Linked DNA regions of Sus scrofa: region 1 is linked to region 2. The links are chromatin contacts, called in public HiChIP or PLAC-seq maps. All regions are on one chromosome and are shown on one strand. Each heading gives the region's core, a stretch centred on a gene start, on an enhancer-like site or on the middle of the called end of the contact. The rest is flanking DNA. Distances are from core to core; before and after follow the strand shown. Region 1 holds the start of HIF1A (hypoxia inducible factor 1, alpha subunit (basic helix-loop-helix transcription factor)). Region 2 has its middle 110 kb from the start of HIF1A.

Region 1 (3,984 bases), core at 301-2,800, 110 kb after region 2:
GAATCGGAGCTGTAGTCTCCGGCCTACACCAGAGCCACAGCAACGCGGGATCCGAGGCGCGTCTGCGACCTACACCACAGCTCAGGGCAACGCCAGATCGTTAACCCACTGAGCAAGGGCAGGGACCGAACCTGCAACCTCATGGTTCCTAGTCGGATTCGTTAACCACTGCGCCACGACGGGAACTCCTCTTCCACTCTTTTAAAAGCAACAATAAGATAAAATAAAAGTAAACCTAAAGCCATTTTCCTGTTCTTTTTGAAATTCAGGTTTATGCTCTTTTTATAAAAACCACTTATACCCATTCTTTTTTTTTTTTTGGTCTTTTTGCCATATCTTGGGCCACTCCCGCGGCATATGGAGGTTCCCAGGCTAGGGGTCTAATCGGAGCTGTAGCTGCCAGCCTAGGCCAGAGCCACAGCAACGCGGGATCCGAGGCGCGTCTGCGACCTACACCATAGCTCAGGGCAACGCCAGATCGTTAACCCACTGAGCAAGGGCAGGGACCGAACCTGCAACCTCATGGTTCCGAGTCAGATTCGTTAACCACTGAGCCACAACGGGAACTCCTATACCCATTGTTATACCTATTTGTAATGCTTAAAATATTTCAGATTTTAACATTTCCTGCTACCTTAACTACTTCCTTTGAGAGATATACAAGAAGAGGAGTTTTGTCTTTTGTTGTTCTTCGTATTTACTTAGAAACGAACTTCACAGAAAAACTTAGGGAACAATGCGAGTACCCTCGTGTTCTGTAGTAAAGGGTGTGGTCGGTGACTTGGCCCGCGGTTGGGTAACGTGGCAAGAAAGACCCTATTGTAATACTTCTGAGCAAAGGCACGGAGGGTTTGCCGCCAAGACGCGAAAGGTCTGCCTTTTTAAAACGTTTTGGGACTGGGCAGAGCTGGCGGCTACCTTGCACAGCACAGCTGCTGAGGGAAAGGAGAGCGGGAGACTTGCACCGAAAGCAGGAAGTGTGATGCAAGCTTGGGACCCAAAACCCGAAATCCCTTCTCAGCAGCGCCTCCCAAAGCCAGCCACAGCTTTCCCTAGGAGAAGGCGCAGAATCCCCAGACCCAGGCTAGCCGCACCCCATCTCCTTTCTCTTTCCTCTACTACGGCACACAGACGAGCACGTGAGCAGGGCAGCGCTTCCCAGCTGTGCCTCAGCTGACCGCCTCCTGATTGGCTGAGACAGACGTGGGCTGGGGTGGGGACTGGCCGCCTGCGTCGCTCGCCATTGGTTCTCAAGGAACCCGCCTCCCCCTCAGGTGAGGCGGGCTTGCGTGAGCGCGCTCCGGGTTTCCGCGGGCGAGCGCGCCCCGACACTCCCCCGCGCCCGCGCGCCCGCGCGCGCCTCCGCCCTTGCCCGCCCCCTGCCGCTGCCTCAGCTCCTCAGTGCACAGAACCGCCTCGTCTGAGGGGACGGGAGGATCGCCTTCGCCGCCGCTTTGGCCAGTGCGCGGGGCCGTGCCCTGACAAGCTGCCTCGGGGGAGGCTCTTCGGAGCCGGACCTGGACCCTCGTGATTGCCGCCTGCCCTCCCGCCTCTGGTCTCACGAAGGGTTTCCCGCCTCGCACCCCCACCTCTGGACGTGCTTTTCCCTCCTCCCCGCGTGCGGAGGGAGCCAGCGCTTAGGCCGGAGCGAGCCTGGGGGCCGCCGGCCGCGAAGGCATCTCGGGCACAGATTCGCCATGGAAGGCGCCGGCGGCGCGAACGACAAGAAAAAGTAAGCCCACTCCCCCGCCGGTCAGTCCTCCGCCCGCACCCCCGCCCAGGCTCGCGGGCTGGCTCCGCGTTCCGGGGGGCCGCCTTTTTGTTTCTGCCTCCTGTCCCCTCCCCTCTCCCCCAGCCTCGCCGGCCGGGCTCCCCCACTGTCCACGTCGCCATCTTGTCGTGGGGGGTGGGAGACGCGTCCAAAGTGCTTGTGGGGGCCCGGCCATGGGCCCTGGGCCCTGCTGGCTTCTGCTCCCAGCCGCCCGGGCCTCATACGGCCCTTTCCTGCTCCCCAAAACCTCCAGCCTGGCCGGTGCCCGCTCCGAGTGGACTTCTCCGCGCCCGAAAACCCCGGGAAGAGAAATGAGACGCGGCTCGGTCGCCGCCGCTTGCACCCGAGCTTCCGCCCCTTCCCGCCCCCATCCTCTCGGGTTCCATTGAAAACTCGGCTCCGCGTCTGCCCCTGCGCGCAGGTCCTCGCTTCCTTGTGGGCGCGGGGCTCTGGATTTCCGACCCAGGGGCTCGCGTGGTCGGATGCGATCGTGCCCAGCGGTTGTCCGGCCGCGGCGGGTGCCTTTGCCTTTGTGCTTTAGGGACTTGCTGCGAGGGCCTGGGATGCTAACTTTTTAGTTTACACGTGCAGGTTTGGTTTGATTTGGTTTGGTTTTAATCGCCTTGGAAAACTTGCCTAGAGTGAGAGTCAGAGTAACGGGAATTTAGAGAAATAGCAACATTTAAATGAGAACATCATAATTGGATTCTGGGGTTTCTATCACCTGTCAAGAGAGCCCAGACGTTGTAAGTGAAGTATATCTACTTCATTCATTCTGGAAGATACCTTAGTGAAAACGTAGCGTCTGGCTAAATTCAGGCAAACACTTAATAATGAGATTGGAAAGAAAGTGTGATGGGAGCAAATGAAATGCAACACTAAAATGTTGCAAAATTTTTAGACCTGTCTCATTTTCCTGAAGTTGAAGTGTTCTAAAATATATTCGAAGTAAATTATCATCCTGTTAGAACTTAATGCAAGTATTTAAAACACCTTGAAGTTTGAGTCTTAAGTGGTACCTTGTAGGATTAAGAATTGTGAGTCCAACCAGTGGAATTAAGTGATTCTCTACCCACCCACCCCCAACGCTCACAGTGTTTGGTCCACTCTGGTATTTTAACCTTTGAGGAAATTATTTTAAGAAATTGAAGATTTCTGGTAAGAGTTCTGGTTTGTAGACTAGCTTTACTGTTAAGTCCCTCCACTCTTCTGGGAGGGATTAACTGCTGTAATCTGTATCAGCAGAAGATAAACTTGTTTATGTTCTTGCTATTTTGTGGATTCTTTTTTGGCATTTATCTAATAGAATGATAAATTCTCAGTTTCTGTATGTATATTTATATATATTTATACCAGAGAAAGCACGTATAAATTTCAAAAAGTGAGAAAACAGGCCCAGACTTAATTCCAAAAGTTGTAATAGAAATTAATTGCAATTAATTTTGCAGAAGTGATTGCAAGGCTTTTGATGAAATGATGAGGCTGCTATTTTATATAAATCTAAGGCACCTCACCTCTTTGTATTGCCACTTCTCTGTCCTCATACGCTGGATCATACTTAATACTGGGCATGAAGTTATGCACCACTCTCTTCTTATATGCAATAATGTGGTCATTTCTCCTTTGCAATCCATCAGTTGAGAACAGCATAAACAGCTTTAATATTAATAAATTAGTTAGCTACTGTGCTTCATCCTCAAGTCTAAACTAGTTTTTAGATTTTCCTCAGTTCCATTTGCTGTTTTCCCAATTTTTTCTCTTGAAAATTTAACAAATTTGGATCAGATTTAATGTTATTTCTTAATACAGAGGTTCTTATAACTGAAAAATTAAGTTAATAAATGGTAGGTAGCTACTGAACAACTTTTAGATACTGTTTGTTAAAGATGCCTGTTTTTTATCCTTTTCTAACTATTTTTGAACATTTTGAAAAACTGAGATTGAGGGGCAGAGGTTTTTTCCCTTACAATTTTTCCATTTTAAATGAGCCTGTAGCATGCAGGTGGGGGAGACAAATTTATCTCTTAAAGGAGGGCTAGGAAACTCAAGCTGAAGGATTGGAAGAAGTCAGAATAGAGCTTGAGTAAGGTTGTAATAGATTTAATATAGGGAATTTCATGTTGATTCCATAATAGCAGGGATTGGGTTTAATAATACCACATTAATATTGACTTTCAGATTTTCAAAGGAATGTCAAAAGGTTCATTGTTCCC
Region 2 (3,622 bases), core at 524-3,023:
AATGATTGGCCAGAGGAAGCCCAGAAGGACTACCCCCCTACAGGTGATTTAAAGGACCTCCTAATCACGTGTCGCTCTCAAGCATTCTCTCTCTCCCCCACACTCCTCCATCCTCCCACCACAGCCTGCCTATGTGTTTCTCCATACGTCTTTTCTCTCTTTTAATAAACACTTATTTGCCTCACTGGGAAAAAAAAAAAGTGTCATTATCTATCTCAATCATTAGTCTGACTTTGTCACTTGCCTGTTAAAACCCTCCAGTAGCACCCCACCTCTCAGTGTTTTCTACTTTTAAGAGTTCTGGAACAATAGTTCTAATAAGATGCCCCTGGCTCCTGCCCAGTTGTGTAAGTTTGGGAACTCTGCAAGTCTCCAACTTGAGGGTCACAGTATGCATTTGGATATTAAAGGATTTGAGAAGTTATGCAGTCAAAAAATCTGGGTTAACTTGGTTTAACCCAATGTTTGTTATATTTATTTAACTATGGAAATGTTTTTCTTGACATATACACATTATAACCATTGCAACTTGTGTTCTATAATGCAAACTCAGGAAAGGCTGCCCTGTACAATCAAGTCCACATATTTTGGCCTGTCCTGCAGAATGTGGGTCACCAGGTTTAGCTCAAAAAAATACAGAGTGCCTAGTTGAATTTGAATTTCAGATAAGTCTAAAAAAATTATTTGCTGTTTATCAGAAATCCTGATTAACTGGGGGTCTCGTGCCTTAGCTGGCAATCCTATACAGAATCCTTGGTGACCTAAAATATAAGGAAAAGACTGAACCAACATGAAGCTGGCAAGAATTTTTTTCTACAGTTAACATAATAGGAAAGGATAAAGTCAAGGTTGATTCTTGGCTTTCAGTTGGATTCCTTCAATTTGCCACCAATCCTTGTTCCCTTAAAGCAATGTTCTCCCCACTGACTGCAGGTTAGGATCACCTGAGGGGCTTTTCAAACTACCTACACCCCATCTCAAACCAAGTGACTTAGAATTGGGGGGGGTTCTGAGTGGGGAGTTTGAAAGGCAGGGCAGGGAGGAAAGGGAGGCACCCAGGGAGTAAGACTTAGGGAGGCCCTGACTCTCAGGGCTGACCCTGAACTTGCACAACCCTCAGAGCCAGGACCCCCTTAAATCTTCCATCCAGTACACCTGCTGGCCTCACCCTAGTCAGATCCTGTTAAAAGAAGTAGGTACAAGATTGTGGAGAACAGCTTGCCAAGGATGTCTGAGCTGCCCTGAGCCTTATATCCACATTTCGTTGCTTTACAAGGAAATGTCAACCTTTTCCAGCAATGGACATGAACTCCAGCCCATAAGCATGAGTCAGGGGAGGCTTCACTAGGTCAGGTTCTCCTGAAATATAAACTTGCAGCCACTTCTAAACATTACACAATGCTTGGGTTCCTCATTCTTTTTCAGTGCAGGCTGGTGATGTTTGAGGAGCTTCAAGTCCCTGGCAATCCATAGCTTCTGTTTTATATTTGAGTATGGTCTTAACTTTCTGAACATGTAATGAAAGTATACGCTTCATGTTTCACTCCAAGATCGTATGGATTCTCATCCTCACTCTTCCTCCTCCCGCTCTTCCTTCTCCTTGCTTTCTGCCTTTGGGGCCGTGATTTTATGCCCCAGCACTAGCAGGCTGGTCAGAAAAGCACACTATTAATCTTCACTGGATGCAGTGCCAGGACAGCTTGCCTGGGAACAGCCCAGGCCAGCCTTGGGAGGCCAGCTCTTGGACCCGTTTCTTCCTTCACTGGCCTCTAAGTTCCATAATGTCATAAGCTCCTGCCCATTGCTACTGGCTGGTGGCCAGATCCTTCACTGCTGATTCCCAGAGGCTCTGCAAGTTTTGAAACACTAGGGGTAGAAACTTTGTAATTTTCCAGAGCTGGGAAAAGGTGGCAGTGGTGGATGGGAGCTCCCCGCACAGGCAAAATTAACTTTTTTCTATTGTGCTAGTTGAATGATTTTCAAGGATATTCTTCTTATCAGTGGATTCAAAACATTACCTCCTCAGAGGAAAATTTTTCAGCGAACAATGCAAGGGAAAGGGTCAGATAAGGCCAAGTTTGCAGCAATTTCCCATTAATAGCAAGATCACAGGACCATACTTGGCTTAATAGCTATGTCCCTGTAAAGTTTCACATAAATGGAATTTTTAAAAAATTAAATCACTGTAAGTACGGAGGAAAGATTGCTAAATAAAGGAAGCCTGAAGCACCTTACTTTATAAAGTGAGGGATTTTTACATAGGGCACAACATCCATCCTACACACATACATTGATTTTTTTAAAATAAGTCTGCAATTTTCCACAGGCTGCATTTTCATGAGGTGAGGGGTGCCTGTTACTCACGATGATGACTGGTCTGAGGCCACAGCTCTTCAAGGGTTCTGAAACTGAACTTTTCACAACATTCTCTGAGAAGTAGCTACAAGGGTTCCGTGTGGACTTTTAGCTGAGAAAGATCATTCGTGTGTTAAGCTGATCCAGAATCCTCCTGGCCTACCTCCAGACTGATGTGGGCTCTGGGGTGCCCAGAAAAATTGTCAATGGATGGGCATGGGAAGAGTTAAGGGGGAACGTAGTGAGGCTAAATAATGCCAAACGCAACAAGAAGAGCAGTGTGCTGAGATGGAGAGAAGCATGAGCTCTGTGACCAGATTGCTCTGACTCTGCTTCTGTCCTCTTACTGGGTGACTCCCTGAACTTCAGTATCTTCACCTGTAGCATGCAGTGTTTATAATAATACCTACCTCAAGGTAGCTCCTGGCACAGTAAGTATTCAAAAAGTCTTAATCATTTTTAAATGGCCTGGGTTAGCTCCATTCAGATAGGAGAAAAATATTAAAAAAAAAAAATCAAAGAAGTTAATGTACACTGGGTACTCGTCCATGCCAGGTACATGCTGAATACTTTAATTCTTACATCTTATGCACACAAAGGCACTAATATTACCCCTACATCTCAGTGGAAACTAAAGTTCAGAGAGGTTAAACAATTTTCCTAATGTCACACAGCAGGTAAGGGACAAAGCAGATACGTGAGGCCAATGCTATCTATGGCTCTTCCCACTCTGTCTTAGATCTGAGGAGACCAAAGCCTGAAAGTGACTTATCAAAGATGATGGATTAGGGCCTGAAGGGTATTAGGATTTGGAAGTCAAATTGGTTCAGGAAGTTACACCAAGGAAAGAAGGATGGGAAATTCTTTTATTTATTTCACAAAGATTTATGAGAATCTACAGTATGCTGCTGCTCCAGCTGCAGAGGTGACTAAGGCCTCACCCCTGGCCTCAAAGGCTGGTAGGGGAGACAATTAAAATTACAAAAAATAAAACAAAACAAAAAACCCAGCCAATGTTAGCACTTAGGTGTGAAGACTGTGCTACTGGATCCCTAAACAAAACATGACCCACTTTATCTGAAGAAGACTTCAAAGGAAGGTGACGTTTGAGAGTCTTACAATTATTATCTTATTTACTCCCCTGGTACTTGGGGAGGTACAAGGCAGTCTTATTACCCTAGGGCAGGGACAGCTAATACCAGGACCTAAAGCTTCCGTCTTATGAAGAGAACCCTGACTGCCTTGGGAAGGCAAGATGGCCAGCTCA

The links. HiChIP or PLAC-seq counts read pairs in DNA pulled down with a chosen protein or histone mark.
Region 1: a contact with region 2 is called in an H3K27ac HiChIP or PLAC-seq map of alveolar macrophages. The contact joins the promoter of HIF1A here to the enhancer-like site in region 2. A contact is called at or near these places in 5 of 47 Hi-C or Micro-C datasets (blood, embryonic fibroblasts, liver and 1 more) and 2 of 2 datasets of contacts at active chromatin or transcription factors (alveolar macrophages and skeletal muscle).

The regions. Positions count from the first base shown.
Region 1 is chr1:190,623,886-190,627,869 of Sscrofa11.1, forward strand. It overlaps HIF1A (hypoxia inducible factor 1, alpha subunit (basic helix-loop-helix transcription factor)), which reads left to right and starts at 1,551. Exons shown (of 15, transcript NM_001123124.1): 1 at 1,551-1,732. The coding sequence starts at 1,698.
Region 2 is chr1:190,513,453-190,517,074 of Sscrofa11.1, forward strand. No RefSeq gene overlaps it. Among named protein-coding and RNA genes, the nearest start is that of HIF1A, 110 kb to the right of the region's middle. Within about 2 kb of position 1,774, at least 32 of the 83 cell types and tissues checked have an H3K27ac peak or open chromatin away from gene starts, as enhancers often do. A contact at or near this core is called in alveolar macrophages, embryonic fibroblasts, liver and 1 more, where this site is marked.